Regions from separate parts of the Mus musculus genome. Here region 1 is linked to region 2. A link is a contact called in public promoter capture Hi-C data. All regions are on one chromosome and are shown on one strand. The core of a region is the stretch at or near the end of the contact, and the rest is flanking DNA. Distances in the headings are between cores, read along the strand shown.

The links. Capture Hi-C pulls out chosen DNA fragments and counts their contacts.
Region 1: a contact with region 2 is called in a promoter capture Hi-C map of adipose tissue. The contact joins two enhancer-like sites. A contact is called at or near these places in 2 of 115 datasets of contacts at active chromatin or transcription factors (CD8 T cells and T-cell acute lymphoblastic leukemia) and 3 of 9 other capture datasets (adipose tissue, liver and pancreatic islet).

The regions. Positions count from the first base shown.
Region 1 is chr16:38,754,545-38,761,440 of GRCm38.p6, reverse strand. B4galt4 (UDP-Gal:betaGlcNAc beta 1,4-galactosyltransferase, polypeptide 4) reads right to left here. Exons shown (of 7, transcript NM_019804.4): 4 at 3,575-3,762. Among named protein-coding and RNA genes, the nearest start is that of B4galt4, 16 kb to the right of the region's middle. Within about 2 kb of position 2,765, at least 51 of the 459 cell types and tissues checked have an H3K27ac peak or open chromatin away from gene starts, as enhancers often do. A contact at or near this core is called in adipose tissue and liver, where this site is marked.
Region 2 is chr16:38,650,136-38,656,475 of GRCm38.p6, reverse strand. The region is part of intron 1 of Arhgap31 (Rho GTPase activating protein 31); the gene reads left to right. Gm36482 (a long non-coding RNA gene) reads right to left here. Exons shown (of 6, transcript XR_003951954.1): 5 at 4,485-5,220; 6 at 3,983-4,138. Among named protein-coding and RNA genes, the nearest start is that of Gm36482, 38 kb to the right of the region's middle. Within about 2 kb of position 2,920, at least 100 of the 459 cell types and tissues checked have an H3K27ac peak or open chromatin away from gene starts, as enhancers often do. A contact at or near this core is called in adipose tissue and liver, where this site is marked.

The DNA.
Region 1 (6,896 bases), core at 1,516-4,015, 110 kb before region 2:
GAAAACCAAGACTGACCATCACGATCACATTCATGAACTTAACAATGAAGGGACTCTTAACTATCATAAAACAAAACAAAACAAAACAAAACAAAACCAAAAACAGCTACATCAGGGCCATGTGGATAGAAATAGTGGCCCCACATAACCTCCTAGGCAGCAAAGAGAAGTTTTTATGAGAGACCTGGCATGCATGCTCTAGAAGGGACTGCTAGTACTTACGATGCTCCAAGTAGCTAGCTGAGAGCACAGGATTACCGGGGGCCTTCCCTCCTAGAGCTCTGAACTGAACAACCCCAGGTTCTTAGGAACCACAGCCACAGCAAGAGGAGCAGGGTCTGGAAGGACCCAGATGTACAGATGAGGGAGGATACGGTGTGAGACCCTGGTGAGGAAGTGCGTAGGCTAAGGAGCACTGAGCCCAGCTTTGCTGTGGGGAGGAGCAGCAGATGCCTCCAGGGAAACCACAGAACTGCTCTTACCGTTGTTATCCAGCAAACGCCTCTGTGTGTACTGACTTTTGCTTTTGATCCTTTTTCTGGAAGAGGGTACATTTTAAGAGGCCCTCAAGTGAGTTTACAACTATATTTTAAAGGGCTGTAAGGTCCCCAGAATGAGGAAGATGGAGTCATACAGTTACAATGGAGTCCTTGGAGAAAGGAGGCGGGCACGGAGGAGTTATTAGCAACAAAATTCACCATGAATCTGAAACACTTGGGCAAGGTACTTTAACTTCCTGCCACTGAATGTGTGGCAGGTGAAAACATTTCCATTTGGTTTGGTTTGGTTCTGTTTCACAGTCCAGGCTGTTTATTCCTTTTCGTACCTTAAGCTACAAATTCATACAGGATTAGCTCCAGCAGCTCAGACTCCTACGAAGTGTCCAGCTCTGGGTGGCGCAGGCTGGTACTTTAGCTGATCCCAGGTGCCCTTCTCTTTGGCTTCCTTGACTTCTGATCCTTTTCCTTCACCCCTTCCAGGAAGCTGTCTTTGGTCTCAGAGTACTTGATATGCTCAAGTCACACATGAGTTCTCTTGGCAAGAACCTTGCCCTTAACTTGCTAGCTTACAATGATTCCCACAGCACGCTGGGTGGTGATGTAGACTCTTCCAGTTTTGCCACAGTCACACTTAAGGGACATTTCCTTATGAACAGTGCCCAGTCCCTTGATGTCAACAATACCAACCTCCTTATAGATTCGCATGCATGAGGCAAAAGGAACAAGTCCATATTTCCTACAAGGCCTAGAGAACAGAGACCCAGTGTCCCTCCTCTTCCTCTTTGTGATTGTAGGCGAAAACATTTCTTATACCTACACCCATGGGGCTGTTGGGACAATGAAGAAGCCAGAGCTCAGTGATGTTATAACACAGTGATACAGAGCTGCCATCAGAAGTCACGGAGACCCTGAAACTGAAATTGCCTGCCACCTGCAGCAGAATTTTGCCCAGGATAGCAATGGTAAGGAGGTGCCACAAAAGGGGCGGGGGGGGGGGGGGACTGGCAGGTGGGCATGTGCATGATCCATACAATAAAACTGGACCAAAGTAAGATCTAAGTCTGAAGGGATGGGTAAGAAGTACAAAGCAAATATAACTCAGTGGTGGAGAACCTGCATACTGCAAAGGCCTCATGTTTTTCTCTCGTCAGCGTGTGTGCACGCATGCACACACATACACACTCTGGGCCACCGTTTTTCTCCGAGCTTACATTTAAATCACAAGGTAAGCGTATTCGATTCTGCAAGGAAGACAAAGGCTTGCTGATGGTGTCTGGGAAGAGCAGCAGTGTCTGGCCAGATGTAAGGGAAAGTTAAACAGCAAGCTAGGTACAGGCCATCTCTTAAAGTGCACAGTCTCTGATGGAGGCCATGATGGTCACACCAGAGTGTAAGGTCAAAATCAGGTCCCAGTGGACAATTATCTCTTCATGCTGATGGCCAGGTTAACACCATGATACAATGTAGACTCTCTCAGTCCACAGCCTGTCCTTAATCCCCCCTCCCACCCACCCACCCCCCGCCACCTCCTCCCCTTGAGTAATTAGAAAAAGGAATGGGGCAGGAACAGAATGCCTAAAGTTAGGAGGTTAAGAGTCGGTCACAATTGGGCATGTAACCTGATGACATTTCCTCAGAGAAGGAGAGAACACCGAGGTTAAGTGGACCCTCACCTCTTGTTCCTGTTGCTCCTCCCAGCCTCATGGTCTAAGTACACTCCTAAGTGCACGTGACCTTGAGGTCGGGGGAGATGCTAAGTTAGAGAGGCTAGGGAAGATCAACCCGAAGCGCTGCCATCTGTGTGGGCACAGGGACCCTGACCTCCATGCTGACTGCAGACCTTCCAGGAAGGCTGCTTTCAGGTCACCTGTGCTCCTGCCAGCAGCCTCTCACGCATGGTCTGTAAGCAAACCTCAGAAGCACACTGCTGGAACTCTGGTGGAATCAAACTGTGATTTGTCCCGGGGACCTCACAAGGAAGGGGTTACGCTCCCACCGAAGAGGACTTCTCATGGGAGTCACAAAAGCATCCTCTTAAGTGATCCAAAGTAAGAGACCTACTTCGAAAGAGCAACACAGGAGCAAAGACCAAGGAAGTTGATCAAGAGTCGGTCAGTTTCCCTTTCTCGCTCTGCAGGGTCTGGCAGTCTCCCACCCTCTTTTCCAGGTTAGTTTTAGTTTCACACACACTTCCCCCTCCCTCCTCCTAACTGACTGCTTGCGGCTGTGTGCTCTCCAGCTCCACGCAGATGCCTGCATCTGCTTCTCCATAGGAACTTCCTGTTTCCTTGCACCAGCACTTTCTCTGCCTCTCCAGACTGGCCTCTTGGCCCCTAGCCTAGTGGCATAGCTCCACAGGAGTAGCAGGCCTTGGAGGAAGGTGACAGGGAAGTGTGTGTACAGTCAGCTTAATTTACATAGAGCTTACCTGCATCTGATACATCCCAGCCGGTTATATTTGACTAGGAGCTGGTATTAAATACAATTAAAGGTCATATTCCTCTATTGGGAGACAGCTAGAGAGCGGAAGGATGGATGGTGGAATTTCCCATGGCAGCTCTGAAAGGCAGGAACTTGTCCTGGATATCCTGGTTCCCAAGCAGTCTACGAAGGTGGACATGTGCGGCCCCGCCCTTTCCTAGAACTCTGGCAAGATGTCCCCAAAATAGACAGGATGTTCAATTCAAACACTGGCCTAGAGGGCGCCATGGAATTGTCTGGGAGAGGAAATCAAGCTGGATGGGCAGGTTATTAAAGTTCTCCTGTGTGGGAAAGCCTGTCAAGTCCCACCACAGGTACTGCAGGGCGGGGGGCCCCCACAGACACTACAGGCCGCCCCGTACAATTGCGTGGGTCACATTCTTTCTCCTGCCCTTTCCCTTTGTCTTTGTGTTTCTTGCCAAGGTTTTGGGAGACCTTTTTTTTCTCCTTACTTTATCCTTTAACTGCTGCTCTGCACATTAAGGGAAAATGGGCGTCTTTCCCCATTTCTCGCCTCCCTAACTCACTCCGGACACCACATCATGGCCTCGCTCGCTCGCAGTAAGTACGCCGCCCAGCCAGGGCCACCTTACCTGTAGCCCGTGCTGTTCCGGCCCACCACCAAGTGCTTGGGCTGATCACCGCAGGTGTAGAGGTTGAAGTCATTCTCAGGCACCAGGTCCACGTCGTGGAATACGAAGCAGTCCCAGTTCTCCTCCTTGAGAGCTTCCAGATAGCCCACGTTCAGGAGCTTGGCTCGGTTAAACTTTTTACTTCCCGTCTACGGAAAACACACGTGAAAATGAAGAGTTCCAAAGAAAAGTGCTCTCCTCCACCGCCATTTAGGAGTGTTATATTACCTCTGCTTATTAGCAAGACAACATACTCTAGGGTCTAACAGAGGAAATGCAATCATAACAAACAAACCATTGGGTTTGGGCTTTGTGTTTCATGCATATCTATATTCTATAATTTAAAAGCATCCCGTTGGGCCTAGCAAGTTGTCTGATGGTGGATAATTTGCTTAGGTGAAAAGACTAAAAGTCCAGTAGATTGGTTGTATGAGAGTAAAGTTTGTTTCTGTTTTTGAGACATTTCTCCAAGCTGGCCTGAAACTCACTGCAATTCTCCTGCCTCAGACTCCCAAATGCTGGGATAACAGAATGAGCCATCCTCTAGCTGCATATGTAGCAGAGGATGGCCTTGTTGGCCATCAATGGGAGGAGAGGACCTTGGTCCTGTGAAGGCTCTTTGCCCCAGTGTAGGGGAATGCCAGGGCCAGGAAGCAGGGAGTGAGTGGGTTGGTGAGCAGGGGGAGAGGGGAGGGGAGAGGAGATTTTCAGAAGGGAAACTAAGAAAGGGGACATTTAAAATGTAAATAAAGACAATATCTACTAAAAAAAAAAAAAAAAAAAAAAGAATGAGCCATCAAACCTGGTCAGAAAACAGCTTCATTTTTAAAGAATAATTTTATTTTTCAGTGTGTTGTGTGGGTGCATGGTGTGTGTGTTTGTGTGTGTGTGTGTGTGTGTGTGTGTGTGTGTGCTCGCACACATACTACATGGGTGTAAGTGGCCTCTGAGGGCAGAAGTGGACATCAGGTCCCAAGATCTGGAGTTGCAGGCAGTTGTAAGCTGCTGGAAGTGAGCTAAGGATCTGAGCTTTGCCCTCTGCCAGAGCCTGATGTGGTCGAGTTGCTGAATCATCTCTCCACACATTCCCACACATACGTAACACTACTCAACAGTACACTTAAAAGTTAACAAGATGGTTTTTAAAAAATGAGAAAGTAGCTGAGATAATTTTTACGTGGTATTCTTTAGCACCAAAAAAAAAAAATGCAATGTAGTTTTAAAATACAAATAAAAATAAAGCAACAGAATTGTGCACTTCAATTTATTAAGAGGCTGGAGCTCGTGTGAAGTGTTCTTCTAAGCTCAGTTTTTAAAGGGTCTTAATGGATTCCACAGGAAGCGACAAAGCCCCTAGAAGGTTCTTGTCACAACAGTTACTGTTACTGCTTTCCTGTCGGCTGCTGGCTGAGCTCCAGCTAACCCTGGGCACTGACAATGAACTTCCAAGAGACTAAGCTAAGAACTTGTCAGGAAGCATGAGGAAACTGTGCCCTATCAACCGAGAAGGCTGCTGCTAATACTTCTAAGCTACTTAAAACTTTCTTGGAAATGGCTCAACAAAATCCTGTTACAACACTAATGACAGAGGCTATTCCTTAATACGGCCTGTAAGATCATCAACATTTAACGTGCTACATGACACCAGGACTTTTCAGTACCACTTTGCTCAAGGCTAGCTGAGTGCTGTAAAAATAAAGTCTCACTTGACAGCTTATCATAACAAAATCATAAGCGATTCTTTGAAGTTACAGCAGCAGTTTCCTAGAAAGAGTAACAAAGTAGGCATGTTTCTGTTCATAAAGAAAGAAAGAAAAACCAACAACACAGCACATGCCTATGTTCTCAGTACTCAGGAGGATCGAGAGTTTCAAGCTAGCCTGGCCAAGAAGGAAGGGGAAAGCGGGGAAAGGCAGGAAGATGAAAGAAAACAGAAGAGATGATAAAAGAGGGTCTTAGGAAACGGCCACACATGCCTAACAGCCTGGGTTTAACACCCAGAACGAACATAGAAAAGCCACATGGCTCTATAACCAGACAAGGCTCCCAGTACAGAGACTGAACACGAACCCAGCCACAAATCTTTCAACCTCTAATCTGTCCTGCCCACATGGTGTGTTGGGGTAAAGGTGGTGCAGAACTTGTGGGAATGGCCAACCAATGACTGGTTCAACTAAAGTTTAAATTAAAAAAAAAAAAAAAAAAAAAAAAAAAGCCAGATGAAGTGAAAACCCCTGCAACCCTGTGATAAGAGGGAAGGTGGGAATAGGAGGACTGCCTGGAAGCTGTCAGATACGCTAACCTGGAGTATGCAGCAGCAGAAATAATAAGAGAGACCCCTCACACACACACACACACACACACACACACACACAATCTTTTGAAAAGGAAAACAAACTAAAAATAGTGCCATATTTTGGTAGCTACCATCCAAAGTTAGAAGTCAGACTCAATAAATCGCCGGGCGTGGTGGCGCATGCCTTTAATCCCAGCACTTGGGAGGCAGAGGCAGGCAGATTTCTGAGTTCGAGGCCAGCCTGGTCTACAAAGTGAGTTCCAGTACAGCCAGGGCTACACAGAGTAAACCCTGTCTCGAAAAAACAAAACAAAACACACAAACAAACAGACTCAATAAATCACAGTTTTAACCAATGTCCTTAAAAAACAAGATTAGTTCTAAAACAGAAGAAGTGGGCTGGAGATGTAGCTCAGTGGGTAGCGTGCTTGTGGGCACCCACAGGGCCCTGAGTTCAACCTCCAGACGATCCACTAGTGCCGATGCTTGCCTGCAACCCCAATCTGGGGGAAGCAGAGGTAAGAGGACGAGAAATCGAAGCTCAGCCTCTGCTGTGTTTCAGACAAGCCTCGGTTACAAAAGGCCCTGTTCAACACCAGACAAGAAGCCAGAGGAGCTGGCGGGGTGGCTCAGTGGTTACAGGCAACTGCTGCTTGTGTAGAGGACATGGATTTGGTTACCAAAATCCACAAGTCGGCTCACAACCAGCCAGAATTCCAGTTCCAGGGAATCTTCTGACCTTGGTGGAGACCAGTTATACACACGATTCACTTGCATACGTGCAGGCAAATGCATATATACATATATATGTGTGTGTGTGTGTGTGTATACATATATATATATATATATATATATATATATATATATATATACATATATATATATACATATATAATAAATCTTTAAAAAAACTCCATAAACTTTTATTTCAAGTCCTAAAACTGGACACAGATAGACACATAGAGAGGCACTGATTATGAAGTCTCT
Region 2 (6,340 bases), core at 1,671-4,170:
GACTGATTTCCAGAGTGGTTGTACAAGCCTGCAATCCCACCAACAATGGAGGAGTGTTCCTCTTTCTCCACATCCACGCCAGCATCTGCTGTCACCTGAATTTTTGATCTTAGCCATTCTGACTGGTGTGAGGTGGAATCTCAGGGTTGTTTTGATTTGCATTTCCCTGATGATTAGCCTTTTATGTCTCTTATTAGAAAAGAGACTTCTAAGTGATAGAAACAACCACACGTGACAAAATATAATAAGACAAAACAAAAGCCATCACATCAAGGCTGGAGCAGGCAAACCAACAGAATAAAAGCCCCAAAAGTAGGCACGAGACTCAGAGATCCACTTGGTCACACTCAGGAGTCCTATAAAAGTACTAAGCTGAAAACTACAGTACGCATGCAGAGGACCTGGTGCAGACCTGGGCGGTTCCTGTGCTTGTTGCTTCAGTTCCCATGAGCTCATGCGCGCCTTGCTCAGTTGATTCAGAGGGCCTGAGTTCTCCTGGTGTCCCCTGTCCCCTGTGGCTTTTACAATCTTTTTGCCCCCTCTTCCACCCATTCCCCTGAGCTCTGAGAAGAGAGATTTGGTAGAAATGTCCCTTTCAGAGCTGTGTGCTCCAAAGTTCATGCTCTCTCTGTCTCTCTCTGTCTCTGTCTCTCTGTCTCTGTCTCTCTTTCTCTGTCTCTCTCTGTCTCTGTCTCTCTCTTTCTCTGTCTCTCTCTCCTCTCTCTCTTTCTCTGCCCTACATGATATCTGGCTATGAACTAACACACTGTTTTAAGCATTTTCCCCAAATCCCACAACTATCCCTAGATTTTATCATGAACTCCAATTTACAAATGTGCAAACCAAACCTTCTTAGTAAAGTGACCATATAATTTCTTTACTCCAAATGAGAAATGTTTTAAAGAGAAAGAACGCTATGGTAGGGCTGGAGAGATGGCTCAGTGGTTAAGAGCAATGACTGCTCTTCCAGAGGTCCTGAGTTCAATTCCCAGCAACCACATGGTAGCTCACAACCATCTGTAATGAGATCCGATGCTCTTTTCTGATGTGTCTGAAGACAGTGACAATGTACTCAGATAAAGGAAAGGAAAGGGGAGGGGAGGGGAGGGGAGGGGAGGGGAGGGGAGGGGAGGGGAGGGAAGGAAGCTATGGTAAACTGGACTTTTCCCTGCACACTAGAATGATGGTATTCTGTCTACAGAATACATGCCCTGATCTCCCTTGTAGGAAGCAATGGTGAAAGGGTGAAAACACAGGCAGCCTGGCTCCAGAGCTCATTTACTTAACTAGAAGCCAGAGAAAGATTTATGTACTTCTTCCCACAACACACAAGGCCCCCGAAGGTGAGGACTCCAGCTCTGCTTCTGGCTATGTCCTTGATACCTGGTACTCAGTCCCTATGCACAGAATAGGCACCAAGAAGGTCTGGATGGGTAAATCTACCTGGGAGCTATAGAAGAGGGTGGGTTATGACCTCGGTTTGTCTCATGCAGAGACCCGAACAGCGACCTCTTTTCCCTTGCTCTGTCTCCTTCTCAGATGCTTAGAGACAATTACTGAAGTTCGCCAAGTAGGATCAGCACACGGTTGCAAATCACAAGACAAACGTCAGGGACTTCTTATCTTGAGTCAGATCATAAAAGCTATCAGGCCTTGTCCATCTCTCATATGTGGTCACTTAAAGGCCCTTTGCCTACTCTCCCTAGGCCAGCTCTTGTAGGTAGAGAGTGGGTCACACCTCCTGGCTCCTGACCAGTCAATCCCCTTGATCTTCCATTGGGCCCTCGGCCTGAGAATCTGCCCCATCTTCCCTGGAGCTGATGGCCAAGAATGTCTCTCAGATCTCCTCTGCAGTCCTCAGTATTCTTTCACAGCACCTAGCCTGAGGACACTCCCTCCCAGCTGTGACCACACCCTTAGAGCCTACTACTTCCATCTCTGTGCAGGAAATTTAAGCCTTGGACAATCCTTTGCAAGCCTACACCCTCTTCAAACAGGAATCACCAGATCCTTACAAAAATAAACGAACCTCCTCTCCTCTTTGCATGGGATCAGAAGATTGCATATTTACAGAGGGGAGGCAGTCTCTGGCAGCCCGCTCCCTTTCCTCTGCAGAAAGATGTCATTAAATCCAATGACTCTGGCCCACAGCTACAGAACGAACAAGGGCTCTGCCTGACATTTTTGCTCTACCCGATATTTAGCTGCCATGTAATTGAACTAACCTGCCTGCAAGCTGATGCCATGTGCAGCGTACTAAGGTACAACTTTGAGTCACACAGGAGTCTGGCCCATCGCTCTACTTGTGGGGGATCAGATAAACATGATTAATTTGACTTGACCACTAAGGGAGAGTCTTAAGTTTGAACACCCTGAATTACATCTGCCATCAAAGTGTGTGTTAGCTTGGTCACAGAGAAGCCTACTGGGTAGTTAAGCCTTAATTCTGAAAATTAGAGAGAAAGGAGATCTGAAGCACTTGGCACACGACTCTTGCCGTGGTTCAGTCTCTCTCCAGCTCCGGGCTTCGCTGCTGTTGAGCTGGGTGGCCGTGGATGGAGCCCTGAACGTCCTGGGGCCTCAGGTTGCCTGGCACCGAGTCAGGCGTGTTTAACCAAGTCCCTTCCAAGTCATAAGCTTTCAGCCTTAATCCCAGACATATCTGGCAAAAATCATGTCTGAAGATAGCACTGACGTGGGAGGAGGGAGCAGACCAGGGGCTCTCAGTGTGGGCCTCTGGTTGGGTCTTCAGAGGATGGGACTGATGTTTGAGCTGCTAATCTTCGGGACAGAAGCCTGAATGTCACCGTGCCTTGTGGTTTTAACAAACCACAGATTGCTGTGAGTGTTTGCCTGGCTTTCCATGAGAGATAAAAGCCCTGTCTGCTGAGGTGCAGGGGAGGCCCCTCTGCAGGAACACAGTGTGAGAACCAGTTTGTGATACGGAAAGGGGGAGGGGCACCGGCTGCAGAGTCCACCCTTAGAGCTCAGTTCCGTTCCCCCGGGGGCCACAAAGCCAAGACTTAAATGACTCAGGCTCTCATGATCCGCATCATAAGCGAAGGCCTTGACTCTTCAGAGGTGTGCAGGGATTGGAGTTGCTTTGAAAACGACTTTCTCTGAAGTGGATGGACTAGTCTTAGGGTTGGCGTCTCTCGCATAGGTTTTAAAGACCATAGTCTCAGTATCTGCTGGGGTGTTTTCCAGTCTGGGAAAGGGGTGACAAGGTCTTCAGGGTCCCACATGTAAGTAGAGAGAGTGATGTCGAGGAAAGGATGGAGATTCTGCTATCTCACGCACGGGCAGATCTGTGTCTTCAAAAGCTTGGTGTAGCAACTGACCCACTCCTCCTTTCACGCCAAACATGCATACATACATGCATACATACATACATACATACATACATACACACACACACACACACACACACACACACACACATACACACATACATACATACATACATACATACATACATACATACTAATACACACACACACACATTATTGATCTTTCTCCAAGAGTGTTCCTAACACCTTTCAGGGAACTCTTTCTGAGTTTGTTTTCTGTCAGCTCCCGGGAGACCCTTTTGTACATTAATATGGAGACCCTCCCCTAGGCTGTTCTTCTAAGACGCTGGTTCTTGACAGAACTCCCTGCCTCTTATAAGCTGTTGGGAATAGCTCCTGCCGCAAGCCCCACCTAAGTCCCGTGGTAAACTGTGTGGCTGTGGACACATCTCTTACATCACAGACACTGAAGCACTTTCATTGCTAACTAATACAGAGGATGCGATTGGATGACTCTTATTCTTACATCCATCTGTAGGTTTTTTGGGGTTTTTTTGTTTTTGTTTTTTGTTGTTGTTGTTGTTGTTGTTTTGTCTACTAATTACTTACAATCCTTGTACAATGACAATTTTTAATTTTTAAATAATTACTTACAATCCTTGTACAATGACAATTTTTTATTTTTAAATTACATTTTATTTATTTGCTTGAGGCTTGGAGGGTTTGAAGGTCAGAGGACACCTTGTGGTAGTTGGTTCTGTGCCTTCAATCATTGCAGGCCCGAGGATGGAACTTCGGTCGTCAGGGTTGATAGCAGGTGCCTTTACCCACTGAGCCAACCGGCCATCCTCAAAGAATAAATTTTTTTAAAATATTAAATAAAATAAGTGTATAAAGCAGCCAGTGTTTTCAGTCACTAGACAAGCTTGTGCAAGACATAAATCGCCTGAAAAGGGTTACATGCGGCAGGATGTGCTCTTGTTTTTAGCAGGAAAAAGAAGCCTTGTAACAACAGGAAGCACTGGGAGGCCTCAGTACCAAGGGCTTCCAAGCAAAGCTGTTCTGGAAACAATGGCTGCCTGTGGCTCAGGAATATCAGGCAGGAAATGAAAAGATGCTGGGGTGGGGGTGGGAGCACAGAGGAGCTGACAAACTGCTACCTGGAGGTTCTTCATATGGCCTTAGCCTACTCACCAGAATGAAGTCGCATTCTCCGAATTCTCCCCATCCCCCATTGGCAAACCCACCCGATGTTAGAAAAGACTACTGCCGTGGCTGGAGCCCACGGAGCCCACGGAGCCACGGATCTGGAAACCATTAGGAAACTGTACCGCCCAGGAAACCAGAGGGTACAATGAGCAGGAGGACCATACGGTGACATCAGTAGAGGGCAGGGCCATAGATGAACTGAGAACCATGTACAGCTAAGTCCCTGGAGAATTCTGACTTTGGCAGAGTAAATATAGCGTCGGGGTTAATCAGAGTCCAGCCATACCAAAGCAGATACATTTAAACCTTCTGAGGTTGAGGCTTATGTTTTATTTAACGAAAATTTCCGTTCCCTACGGGTGGGGTGAGTTGGCGAGTCATGAGGAATGCAAATGAGAAACAAAAACAAAACAAGCAAACAAAAATAACTCCAGGAAGGACCTCGATGTAAACCACCAGGACCAAGAACCCACACATCTGCAGGTGGACGAGGCTCTCAGATTCTGACCCAGCTGCTTCTAGCTTCGTTCAGGAAGATGGTGGATCTTGGGGTATTAATTCAGAAGGGAACGTTGGCCCTCATTCCATCCAGAAGTAGCGCGCTCCGCTGGGATGAAAGTCTGAGGCTGGGAGTCACTGCTGGCTCATAGGGCTGCCGTGAGAGTTTCCCATCACAATGCAAAGGAGTACCTTGCTCTCCTCAAAGGTCTAAATCTGATTGCTGTGGAACAGGAAGAGCCAGGCGTTTTAATCCCCCATCTAAGCCCTCGCCCTCTTGACTCTGTGCTGAGATGGGAAACCCTCCCTGTGTTGTTCTTTTTCTGTTTTGCTCATCCTTACCCTGTGTCTGGGCCTACCTCAAATGGGAGTTATGCTTTTTAAACTCTATTGAAAAGTCCAAGAGGGGCTGGAGACATGGCTCAGCGGTTAAGAGCACTGTCTGCTCTTCTGAAGGTCCTGAGTTCAAATCCCAGTAACCACGTCGCCCTCTCCTGGGGTGTCTGAAGTCAGCTACAGTGTACTCACATATAATAAACAAATAACTCTTTTTAAGAGAGAGAGAGAGAGAGAGAGAGAGAGAGAGAGAGAGAGAGAGAGAGAGAGAGAGAGAGAGAGAAAGAAAGAAAGAAAGAAAGAAAGAAAGAAAGAAAGAAAGAAAGAAAGAAAGAAAGAAAAGCCCAAGAGCTACCTCTAGCTCTTTGGTCTACCATAGTCTTCCTACTTAGAAAATAAGAATAATAGCCTGAGAGAGGGCTTGGTGCCTGAGTGCTTCCTGGCAAGCACTGATCTACAGAACCTGTTTGAAAATCAGACTCGGTGGCAAATGTCTGTAACCCAGCACTGAGGGGCTAACCCCATGCATATCAAGAGATATTGCCAGCAAGCCAGTATGGCTGAAACAGCAAGTTCCAGGTCCAAGTTCAGTGCTAGACTCTACCTTTAAAAAATAGAGAATTTAGAGAAATGATTTGAGAACATCCCCAAGTCGACCCCTGTCCTCTACATGAGACCACACATGCAAATGTGGCCTTGGTCTCCAGTGCCAGGCTAAATCTTCTGCCAGCCTTATCTGGATAACAGTGTTCTTCTTTGTCAACAAGCCCTATAAGCAGTGACACTGGAGTTTTGTGCATTTTTAAGTTATCTATTCTTGCTCACAAACCGGGCTTGAAAATGTGCTTGAGGGTGACAGATCTCCATCCTATGAGCCACTCCTGGCCTGTTAGAAGGGCAGTCAGCCTTATAGATTCCTTAAATATCCTTTAAGAGTGAAGTGTTATTCTCAGACAGATAGTGGGTCGGAGGGAGTATTTTCAAATTACACACAGTCTAGCAGCCTC